3 separate regions of the Mus musculus genome follow, and all the other regions are linked to region 3. A link is a contact called in public promoter capture Hi-C data. All regions are on one chromosome and are shown on one strand. The core of a region is the stretch at or near the end of the contact, and the rest is flanking DNA. Distances in the headings are between cores, read along the strand shown.

Region 1 (3,481 bases), core at 865-3,364, 1.7 Mb after region 3:
GACCTCTTGATCTTCCATAAGTGGTTGCAGCTCATGTTGTAGGTGGGTTAGGGTGGGACCACAGCCTTCTCATGTGCAGAGAGATATGCTTGAAAAGTGATTTCAGTGTTTCCAGGGATGGATGCAGTTCGGTTGTCCTGCTTGAAAGTCCAATTTACATTTCATGATTGTTACTTTCCCTAAGTGGAAACATGGCTGCATTACTTCATTCAAGGCTCCTGTGACTCCAAAGCCCTGAGTAAAACCTCATTAATCTGCACCCCGCTTTTTCAGAAGATGTAATAACTTTGAAAAGTGCTAGGCTGAAGTTTACTTTTCTGCTATCTATAAAGAAAGGATTCCTAACCCATTAACCAAATTAATAGTGCAGACAAGATTGGAAGAACAAATGGCATTAAACTTCCTTCAGCACTTTAGAAGCACCCATATACCTAAAGGCTATCTAAACTTGAAAGACACTATATTTTCAAAGTTTTGTTGCAGCAAGATCTTTTTCTAGAAAAAAAAAAAGGATAAAAGTTTAAAATGGTATACTTCTCTAATTCACTCTCAATTTGTTTTTTTGTCCAGTTAATCCATGCAATTTGACAAGAAAAATATGAAATTTTAGGAGATTTTGTCTGTATTAACAATGATGGCCAGGAAAGTAGTAAGAGGACCGATGTCACATGGTCTTCAGAGGGAACTTTGGTGCCCAGCATCTATCTGTTTCAGCCTGTTATTAAAGATGGGAATACTTACTTCATTTTGTCTATAATGTACTATCCCTAAAATTTAGCCCATTGAATCATGTGTACATGTACTCTACTACCATACCTACCACAGGACTGTGTTTACGTATAAGCATATACATGGCTCTATTTCCATATAAATTGGAAAGCATGACACCAGAAAACAGACCTCTTTTCAGCTCTAGGGAATGAGGACTGCTTTTTTATCTTTTTTTTTTTTTTTTTTTTTTTTCGAGACAGGGTTTCTCTGTGCAGCCCTGGCTGTCCTGGAACTCACTCTGTAGACCAGGCTGGCCTCGAACTCAGAAATCCGCCTGCCTCTGCCTCCTGAGTGCTGGGATTAAAGGAGTGCGTCACCACACCCGGCTTTTTTATCTCTTTAGGGAACTAAAATGAAGGATTTGCTTTCTATCCTGAACTTCCATAACAATCCCATTAACATCTTAGGCTTGCTCTGTCACTCCACTCCACTCAGTTCTCCTTCCCTGTTCGCAGTAAGCTCTCATGAGGTTGCTGATTTCTTTCTCTCACGATGTTGTCCCAAGGAAGGAAAGAAAGCCTCCGTGGGTTTCAGCATTTTCCTCCTCCTCCTTCCTTGAGCTGTGATCACACACTGAAAGCTCCATCCTGTGCTGATGTTTGAGAATCTGTTACCATGGAGCTATTCCCCAGCTCAAAGGATGGTTTTATTACATACAGTGTTACAGGAAAGGAGGATGGTTAAAATTAAACTTAAAAACCCTTGATTAATAATAGAAAATGAGAAAAAAATGTTTTCAGAATCGAACATGGGGTTGAGTGCAATGTATTGTTATGGTTACCCTTGTTCTCCAAGGAGCTCCTTTTATTTTATGTTTTCTGTTTGTGGGGAGGGAATTGTAGCAAATATAAAAGACTGTGTTGTCTGCTAGCTACTGGGCATATGTCCAAAATACAAGTGGACGTTAACTCAATTCAGCAGATAAGATTTCCTTAGGGACTTTTGGAAGACTTTCCTAGTTCATTTCTATGGCCTGCATATGACCTGTGTGTGTCCTCTCAGACAAAGCTACTTAAAGAAAAATTAATAAGATTTGGTGTGTGCATATGGGGAGGTCAAGAAAGACTTAAAAAGAATGAACAGTAAACAGAATTTTGAGGTACCAGTGATTTTGGCAATGAAGATAGGCTTCTTGCGTCAAGGCAGGTCTAGAAGAAGCTGATGCTGAGGAAGCATAATAAACTCTTTGATGAAGGCCTGCATCACACACAAAATGTGCTACTCTTTAGCCAGTGGTGAGCCTGCTTTGAAGGCCAACTTCTTGATTTCTTACCTAGAGTGAGTGACCAGGGTGTGGAGTTTTTGAAGATGTGTGGTTTTAGAAAAATAACAATTTTTGAATTGAACCACATCTTAGCTACTTTGCATATTTTCGAACATTTTGAAGTACATTAATGATCTAGGAAAGCATGTTTACCAAAAAAAAAATCTATGTATAAAAACTCTAAAAAGTTATTTTTAATAACATTTAAGAGTAATAGAATTTAGAGATACATTAAGGGGTAAATATAATGAGCAGCAATTAAACATTTTAAATGTCTTAAAAAGCTGTTAAGTGATTTATGGGGATCCCTCACTTTTTGGGAGGTAAAGAACTACAACTACTAGGCAAGAATTCAGAGCCTTCTCTGCTTGTAGGACCTATGCCCAGATAGGAACACAGAAGGTACCTGGCATTAGGTGACAGCAGGGTCCCAGGCAGTTCTGTTGGCCATGCTTAGCTTTGGCTCTAACCGAACTATGGATATATGTTGCACATGCCTGACAATTGTCATAACAACAGGGTGTGGGAAGGAGAGAAATGAGGAAGTTGTGGCTTTTCTCGGTATGGCCCAGCAGTTAAGAATTTGGGATTCCAATTAACAGCTGGGTGTTTGTTTAAGCTCTTCATGCCTCAGGTTTCTCATCTGTGAAATTGGATCCATAATCATATTTACCTCGTCAGATAGCCCTAAGGATTAAATTAAAAAATATATGTAAATTAGGTTAGACATTTGTACACAGTAAGTTCCCAACTTTTAATAACCACCTGATATGTATGATGACTGCTGTAATATTTTATAATCTCCTCAGAGGTACTTAATTGATACATATCTGAGTTAGTCCTTTGGCTTTATAGACCCTTCTGGTAGACTACATTAAGGAATGCACATCACTAAGAATGCTTTTAGGTTTTCATTCTTGTTTCGTTATAGTCAGTCTTGGTGGAAATGTGCCTAATTGTACCCCAGTGTTCTCTAAAAGCTTCAGTCTACTGATTGTTGGGTGCTTATATGAGATGGTTTTTTTTTTTTTAATCTTTTCTTTATAACCATCTTCTCAAGGAGTCCTCATTTCTATTATGCAGCTTACTGTTTCTCTGGTAGAGCACTCATCCTCAACTCTCATAGAAGCTGCTTTACTTTCCTATGTAGACTTTTACAGTGTTAGATGGTTGCAGATGTCAAATACTTAAAATTTGATTGGACACAGGCCATACTAGCTCTCAGGCTCTCCTGCCCTGCATGTGGCAACAAATGGTCTTAGTTTGCCAGTTTTCCTGCAAATAACTTTCTGTGGTATTTGTTTGGTTCCTCCCCATCCAGTGGCCATATTAATGTATATTACAATACAGTTTGAATTTTAAGTGTGGCCTTCATAGCTTGTTGAGCCCTGTGTTCCTAGCAGGACTGCATGGTCCTGGTGATGGCCTATTATGATTAGCATATCT
Region 2 (3,562 bases), core at 72-2,571, 1.3 Mb after region 3:
ATACTACCGCGATGCTGTTCAATTACCAAAGGTGACTAGAGCTCTCCTGGTTCATCTCCTGGTTTCCCTAGCATGGTAGCTTCCTGGGCTGCATTAGCAATCAGACGCTTGCACTGTCCCCTCAGAGCAGTGAGGGGATGGGATGTTATTAAAGGGAAGTCATTTACCACAATCGGGAAGATGTAGCCTGGCAGAAATTCAATACCGGTTTGTGATATGCTCATTCTGCTACTCTGCCTGGTGCCCTTCACTCCTGACACACTACAGCATCCCCCTTAAATCTTCATCCCTTGGGGCGGGCTGGGGGGTGGGGGGACAACGCCTCATTGGCTTCAGAACAGAGAAATATGAGTGATCTGCTTTTCGTTACAAGAGCTGTGGGGGCAAAGGACCCTGATTTTTCCATCTCCCTCTGTTTCTCTCTCCTTCTCCCCTCTCTCCCGCTGCCTCCTCTGCCAGCCTCTCTGTCTCCTTCCCCTCTCTCTCCCTGCTTCTCTCTTGGTCCTTCTGTTCTCTTTTCTCTGCCTCAGTCCCCGTCTCTTCTCTCTCCCTCCTCTCTCTCTCCTCCCCCGGCACTGCTTTTCTCTCCCACTCACATCCTCTGATGGGCATTCAAGCTAGTAAAATGCCTGCTTGAGAATCCCACGAACGCAGCTAGGCACACACAGAGCCGGCGGGGTTTGCATGTTCACTCAAAAGTGAAATGCAAAGAAAAATGCCCTTAGAATTCAGACAAGGGGAAAACATCAAAGGAGAACTGATGTGTAAAAACTCCGGCACCAACAAAAACACGAAATAGGGAACATTTAAACAGATAGGTATATTTTAAACTTACCTTGCCTTAGCAGATGCAGGGATAGCCCTCCTCCGGTGCCCCTGCTTGCTCAGTTCCTTGGCTGAAATAATCACATGGCTGTCTTCTTGCCCCAGTATAAATAGGTGCATATGTATGTGTAATAAAGTACACACAATTACATACTATAGATATGCACACATGCAAGCAATGGTGTCTCTCTTTCTCTCTCTCTCTTTTTCTAAAATATAAAGGAAGGCAGGAGCCTGCAGCTAGGATTCCTTCTTTTGACTGGAACTCTCTCCGGCAGCAGCAGGCTGAGCCTCTCAATCCCGTGAAGAGAGATCCTGCTAGCTGGCGTTATTTCTCCTCGTTTCCATGGTGGTTAGTGGTGCATCGTTCACCAGATCAGTTGTCACACTGACACGGTGCTGCCTGCTCAGCGGTCATTAATAACTGAACACCCTCCACTCCCCAGAGAGGAGCCAATCGCTTCAGACTGCCAAGATGTAGCACTCGCAGCTGCTCCAGCCTGGTTGGCTGAAGCAGCCTGTCTGTCCTATGACAGTGCTGCTTAGGGTACAAATAAATGAAACAGGCTTGCATATTTTTCCTTGGAATCATTTTCTTTCCTGTTTTTTCTTTTCCTTTTGGAGCAATGTGCAGCGCTTTTCAACAAGTTCTCCCATTTGGAATGTGATCAGTCATTTGGAGAAACGGTGGGGTTTTTGTTTGTTTTGTTTTTCTGTTTTTCATTTCCTCTGAGATAAGACAGGAAACACTTATGAACAAGGATTTCCTGAATATTAAAAATACTTGATAGTGACTCTGCCTCCCTGTCTGTGAAGTTCAGCAGTGGCTTTACATTTCAGCCTGCAGCCTGCAGCTCTCCTGCCCCTTGTTTGTTTCCCTACAGATCCTACTTAAATCAGCCTATGTGCATGCAGCTAATAGCCTCTCTCTCTCTTTCACTCTCTCTCTCTCTCCCTCTCTCTCTCCCTCTCTCTCTCTCTCTCTCTCTCCCTCCCTCCCTCCCTCCCTCCATTCCTTCTTTCCATTTTTCTTGTTGGTACTTTGTGTGTGGGTTTATTTTTTGTTTGCGTATTTGTTTAGGTTTTACAATGACATTTCTTAAAATTACAACAAATATTTGCTTCTCCAATACTCACAACAATGGTATGTAAGGAGAAGCATATACAAAATAAACTTTTCCAATTATAACTACTTATCTATACATGGTATAACAAATCTGATGCCACACATCGGACATGTGTTGTATGTGGCATTGCTTGTGCCTGCATCCAGATGTACATGTATGTGTGTGTGTGCGCCTGTGTATGCGTTTTAGATGTATGATTTATTAGTAATAACTCAGGGATCCTTTCCTCTACAATAGACTGAACAGTTAAATTATCTCTTTTTGCACTTACGGCTATCAACTCTGAATGGCTACTTAACTAGGAAAATGTTTTCAATAGGAATTATATGTAAAACATTTGGAATATTTAGACTAGAAATCATGCCAGCGTGGTCATGTGTTCAGCTCCAGAACAACCATGACAAATAGAAGAATATAAGGGCATGCTTTCCAGACAGTATACTAGAGAGACCTCCTGAGAGGAGTGGAACATGGGAACAATTTTCAACAGGTCCAAAGCTGCCTTATCTGAGTCTCCCCTTGCTTTGATAGACTGCCCTCTAGTGGAGGAAAAGGAAATGGCATTTATTAGATTTACTGGGGGAGGGGGGAATAACAACAAAAAGCAAAAGCATTAGCACTAATTGTTTCTTAAGGTGTCGTTGAAGTGACTTAAACCGGTGTTCTGCGCCATGACCGTATGCCTGGAAGCTTAGCCTCACTAACATTGTCTTTTGACCACCAAACGCTTTCATGTTACAGTTTTCTTTACAAAAGCAAACAAACAAAATCTACCAATGCTTTAGTTATTCGTTGTATTGATCAATTTGTTGACGGAGTCAGGGCCTTTATCTTCTGCCTAGGCAATTTGAATGCTGGTATGGTAGGTGTTCCTCAGAATATTTTTATTTTAATATATAATTGATAAACTCTAATCTTTTTGATAAGCATGAATGCTAAACCAAAGTGGCTTCTTCATTGGCCAAATGGCATCCAATTCTGAGTGTTATCCTCTCACCAGACACTTACAGGTACTTGAGTGTCCACTCACAGGTATGGGAGGAGGATGAGTGTTGGGCTGTTACATTGGAGTGCATCGCATATAACTTAATAGCCTAATTTTACTTTCTTCACTTGAAACGTACTGAATTTTTCCACTCAATTTGAATATTTTTAGAGTATATACATGGAGAATTGTGCTATAATTGTAACAACTATTTGAAAAAAATTCCTTTTATATTGTACCAACTCCTTAAGCACTTTATTTCGATTGTTATTAATTATATAATCAACAAATCTAGTAATCTGTTGATTATTATAATGTATTGATTACAATGTGCTCTCATAATGAAGATAAGTTGTGAGGCTCGAACATGTTAAAAATAACTTTTAAAAATAAAACTAGTAGGGGCCTAGAGAGATGGCTCAACTGGTTAAGAGCACTGACTGCTCTTCCAGAGGACCTGGGTTCAATTCCTGGCAGTTCACAACTATCTGTAATGACAGAAAATAAAAAATAAACATTAAAAAATAAAATTAATAATCACAGGTAGTACTTAAATCCAAACATATTTATAAGTTCATGAAAATGTTTTTATAATTAATTAGGATTGAATACTATTTCAAAAACT
Region 3 (3,341 bases), core at 180-2,679:
ACTTTTGCATTGCCAGTCTCCAATATTTAACATGAAAACTGGTCATTTACTTTTCTAATATCATTCGAATGATCAAAGAGTAGTAGCTAGGTCAACAAATACCTAATGGCTATTATCTTGGTGTGGAACGACTGGGGGCATTCCAATATTCAACTCCATAATCTTAACAATTACTTAGTGAGATGACTACCCATTTCAATACTACTCGACTTATGTCTTGTGTGCAGTCTTGTAGAAGGGACCTTCGGCTGCAATCATTTTTTTTTCTTCTCAACCATATGTTAAGAGAATCGTACATTCAGTTCAGCAATTAACCATCCAGAAAAAGCTTTGTCTTAGCATGGAAGGAAAAAAAAAAAAAACTTATCCCTAACTTTCCAGCCAATTGCAACCTCGGCTTCTCACCACCTCTTATCACTGCATGGAACCTATAGAATGCAGCACAAAGGAGAACGCGGTCGCTAGGCTGGCAGCACAAGGGCTGCGGGGGCTCCCGGTTTCTGCAGGTACCGGGTTAGGAGTGGAAGCCACGCTAAGGGTGGGGCGGTGGCCATGGCTTCCGACGCCTCTACCCCGCCTTAGAGGACCTGCGAGACGCGCAGGAAAACAGCGGGATGGAAGCCACTCGTGCCTCTGCGTCACCCTGGCCCCATCACGCAAAGCTCAGGCCTCGTGACGCAAAAGCCGGTCCAAGCCCGCTGGACGTTTGACACTCCCGAGAACTCCATGTTGGAGGGAGCGCCACAGGCAGCGCAACAGCGGCAAGCCACCGGCGCTCCGCCCCATCTCTAGCTCGATAAAGAACCGGACAGCAGGCAGCGACGTCTAGGAAGAACGCCAAGTCCTGGTCACCCTTATTCTGACTCTCCCTCCGGCCCAAGGTCCCAGTTCTCCCCGCCCCCAGGGCCGGAGCTCCAGCACTGCTCCCGCGTGCCAGCTCAAGAAGCGCGAGTCCCAGGGCATGATGGGAACTGCAGTTCAGCCGTACCACGCGCTATGCAGACTTGGGCGTCCGAAGCGAAGACCGAACTACAAGTCCCACCGCGCCCCAGGCCGGGGTCTCCCGTTCGGCCGGCCAGCCGGCTCCCGGGCGTGGGGACACCCCTCACCTGCCGTGGCCGCCGACGTCGCTGCCCCGGAGCCGCCGCCACCCCCGCCACCGCGGTGGGGAGCGTTCCGCTTCTTGTTCTTCGGCATCGTGGGCCGCCCGGTGCCGCCTACACTTGGAGCTCAGCGAGGATCAGCCGATGGAGCTGCACTGTCTACTCGTGCGTCTGTGCGGCGGGCGGCTGAGAGGCGAGTCTCGGGCTAACAAGAGAGGCGAGGAGCGGCGCGGGTGAGAAGCGGCAGCAGCAGCAGCAGAAATCCCCGTGAAGAGCTGCGAGCGGAAACGATACATGTTTCTCTCTAGCGCGGGAGCGAAGGCGGGGTGGCCAGACCACGACGCCTTAAGTAGCCAGACGGCGGCTTGTCGTCACCATGCGTGGGCGGGCCTCCATCGCTCGCTGGCCAATCGCTGCAGATCTCCCCACCGCGGCGTCCACTGGGGCGGTGCCTGCATTCGGACTCCCATTCCCAGAGCCTCAGTCTGCCCTCGGTGCCTGGGCTGCTATGCCTTAGGGCCGCGTGGAGCTTTGGGAGATGTAGTTAGCGAGAGGGCGCGGCCTTCTCCGGGCTCCTCCCAGTCCGATTGCGTCGTGACCTCGTCCCAACGAGGCGTCCGCCCTGGAATTCACCCGGGTAGTCACCGCGATGAGCCATGCGGCAGTTATGCAGCTTGATGAACGTCAGCTTGTAAGATCACGTGTAACAACCTTTCCCCTGCTAATATGAGGCCCCTGTCCAAGCACAACCATACCCTCCTGTGGGTTTAGGGACGTGGGCTCCCCACCCTCCAAAAAAAGTATGCTTTCAGCTACTTCAACTTGTATTGTTCGTGGACCTCATATTCTAGACTAATATCTCAAATAACGAGACTGATGATTCAGTCTCAGATTTTCTTACAAAGATGTGACCTTGATTCCACCTGCCAGTTTGGAGGTCAGTTTGGGATAAGAGTTTATGAGAAGTTCGCAGCTGGCAAAACATACATGAGTTATATCAACAGTCGCAAAGGGGTTTATTTTCTCAAGGTGCTCCCGTTGATCTGTTTTCCGTGTCGCAACACCCAGTCCTGTTTTCAGGAGCTGCTAGTAGGTTCCTATACTGTCCATATGACAGAACAAACTCACTGACTCGTGCAAGTGACTCACTCTGCACTCCACCTCTCACCTCGGCTTCATTCTATTTCAAGTGATGATAGTAAGTCTTTCTCCGTCTTAATGTCCCTCTTGTACCTTAAGCCAACTTAAATTTTTCTCTCCTTTTCTTTACTGCCATATTCTTAATAGTTAATATATTATCTTCCCCCATATTCTGTAATTTATTCACCGTAATTTATTCAGTTTGTTCATAGTGCCCCCCCCCCAGCAATTGATTTTAAAATGAAACTCAGGGCTGTATCTTGATCTCTAGCCATACATAGCTTCAGTTCATACCAGGTCACCCATTTCAATGTTTCATGCCCAGGAAGGCTGATTATTTACTCAAGTGTCTTGTTTGACTAATCCACCTATGTTTATAGTTGTTCCAGAACCTCACAGACTGCCAGTCCTCCTAACCTAGCCTCTCTCACTGCTTTCTAGATATCTTGTTCTTCTCCTGAACTCAACTGGTCTTCGTTTCCAGTACAGGGCTCTTTTTGTTACTTTGACTTCATTGTTCATGAATGCCCTAACCCACCCCCCATCTTCATCTTAAGAATTATCTCTGTCTATCAAGACCAGCTCAAACACTATCACCTTCACGAAGCTTCGTCCTCACAAGTCTTTGACTTGGTAACGCTCTGCTGCCACTCTCTGTTCCTACAGATCGATCACAGATGGACTGTTCACAAAGATTCGATTGGAAGAGCAACGTTCAAGGTTTGCTTTACTCTGTGTTCTCTTGAAGAACAAGTAAACTGCACAGAGCATGGCTACCAAACTGGGACGCAGACATGGACACAGGCCCCCACTGAGTCCCTTGTGTCTGGACAGGCACACCTGAAATCTGACATGAAGTGAGGGTTCTCAGTAGGTGAGGCAAAGAGCTATACATGTTGACACACCTTATAACCACAAGCTTAATTCTCAAGATAAGTTGATATACAGAACAGTAACTTGCTACTCTGTGAACCCCATCACCCAGGTGTAATAGCGTCTAGACTTTGAAAATGATGCCTTACCAGAGTTTGCGATGGGTGTGTTCTTTTTGTATCCACTCATGTGTACACAGGGGCTTTTCTTGGACAGCCTGTTCAG

What was found. Promoter capture Hi-C pulls out the DNA fragments that hold promoters and counts their contacts.
Region 1: a promoter capture Hi-C map of pre-B cells shows a contact between it and region 3, with 8 times the contacts expected there. The contact joins the enhancer-like site here to the promoter of Ifrd1 in region 3. A contact is called at or near these places in 4 of 39 promoter capture datasets (the 3T3-L1 cell line, the C10 cell line, hippocampal neurons and 1 more) and 1 of 115 datasets of contacts at active chromatin or transcription factors (the 230-238 cell line).
Region 2: a contact with region 3 is called in a promoter capture Hi-C map of pre-B cells, with 2.8 times the contacts expected there. The contact joins the promoter of Lrrn3 here to the promoter of Ifrd1 in region 3. A contact is called at or near these places in 3 of 39 promoter capture datasets (cranial neural crest, hippocampal neurons and pre-B cells), 5 of 115 datasets of contacts at active chromatin or transcription factors (astrocytes, embryonic stem cells, large pre-B cells and 1 more) and 1 of 9 other capture datasets (adipose tissue).

The regions. Positions count from the first base shown.
Region 1 is chr12:41,876,122-41,879,602 of GRCm38.p6, forward strand. All of the region lies in intron 6 of Immp2l (IMP2 inner mitochondrial membrane peptidase-like (S. cerevisiae)), which reads left to right. Among named protein-coding and RNA genes, the nearest start is that of Gm46348, 110 kb to the right of the region's middle. Within about 2 kb of position 2,115, at least 59 of the 459 cell types and tissues checked have an H3K27ac peak or open chromatin away from gene starts, as enhancers often do. A contact at or near this core is called in the 230-238 cell line and pre-B cells, where this site is marked.
Region 2 is chr12:41,484,736-41,488,297 of GRCm38.p6, forward strand. Lrrn3 (leucine rich repeat protein 3, neuronal) reads right to left here and starts at 1,322. Exons shown (of 2, transcript NM_010733.3): 1 at 836-1,322. The region is part of intron 4 of Immp2l (IMP2 inner mitochondrial membrane peptidase-like (S. cerevisiae)); the gene reads left to right.
Region 3 is chr12:40,221,760-40,225,100 of GRCm38.p6, forward strand. Ifrd1 (interferon-related developmental regulator 1) reads right to left here and starts at 1,430. Exons shown (of 12, transcript NM_013562.2): 1 at 1,110-1,430. The coding sequence starts at 1,197. It overlaps Mir1938 (microRNA 1938), which reads right to left and starts at 1,052; the gene lies at 953-1,052. Gm7008 (predicted gene 7008) reads left to right here and starts at 1,605. Exons shown (of 3, transcript NR_045157.1): 1 at 1,605-1,794; 2 at 2,910-2,963.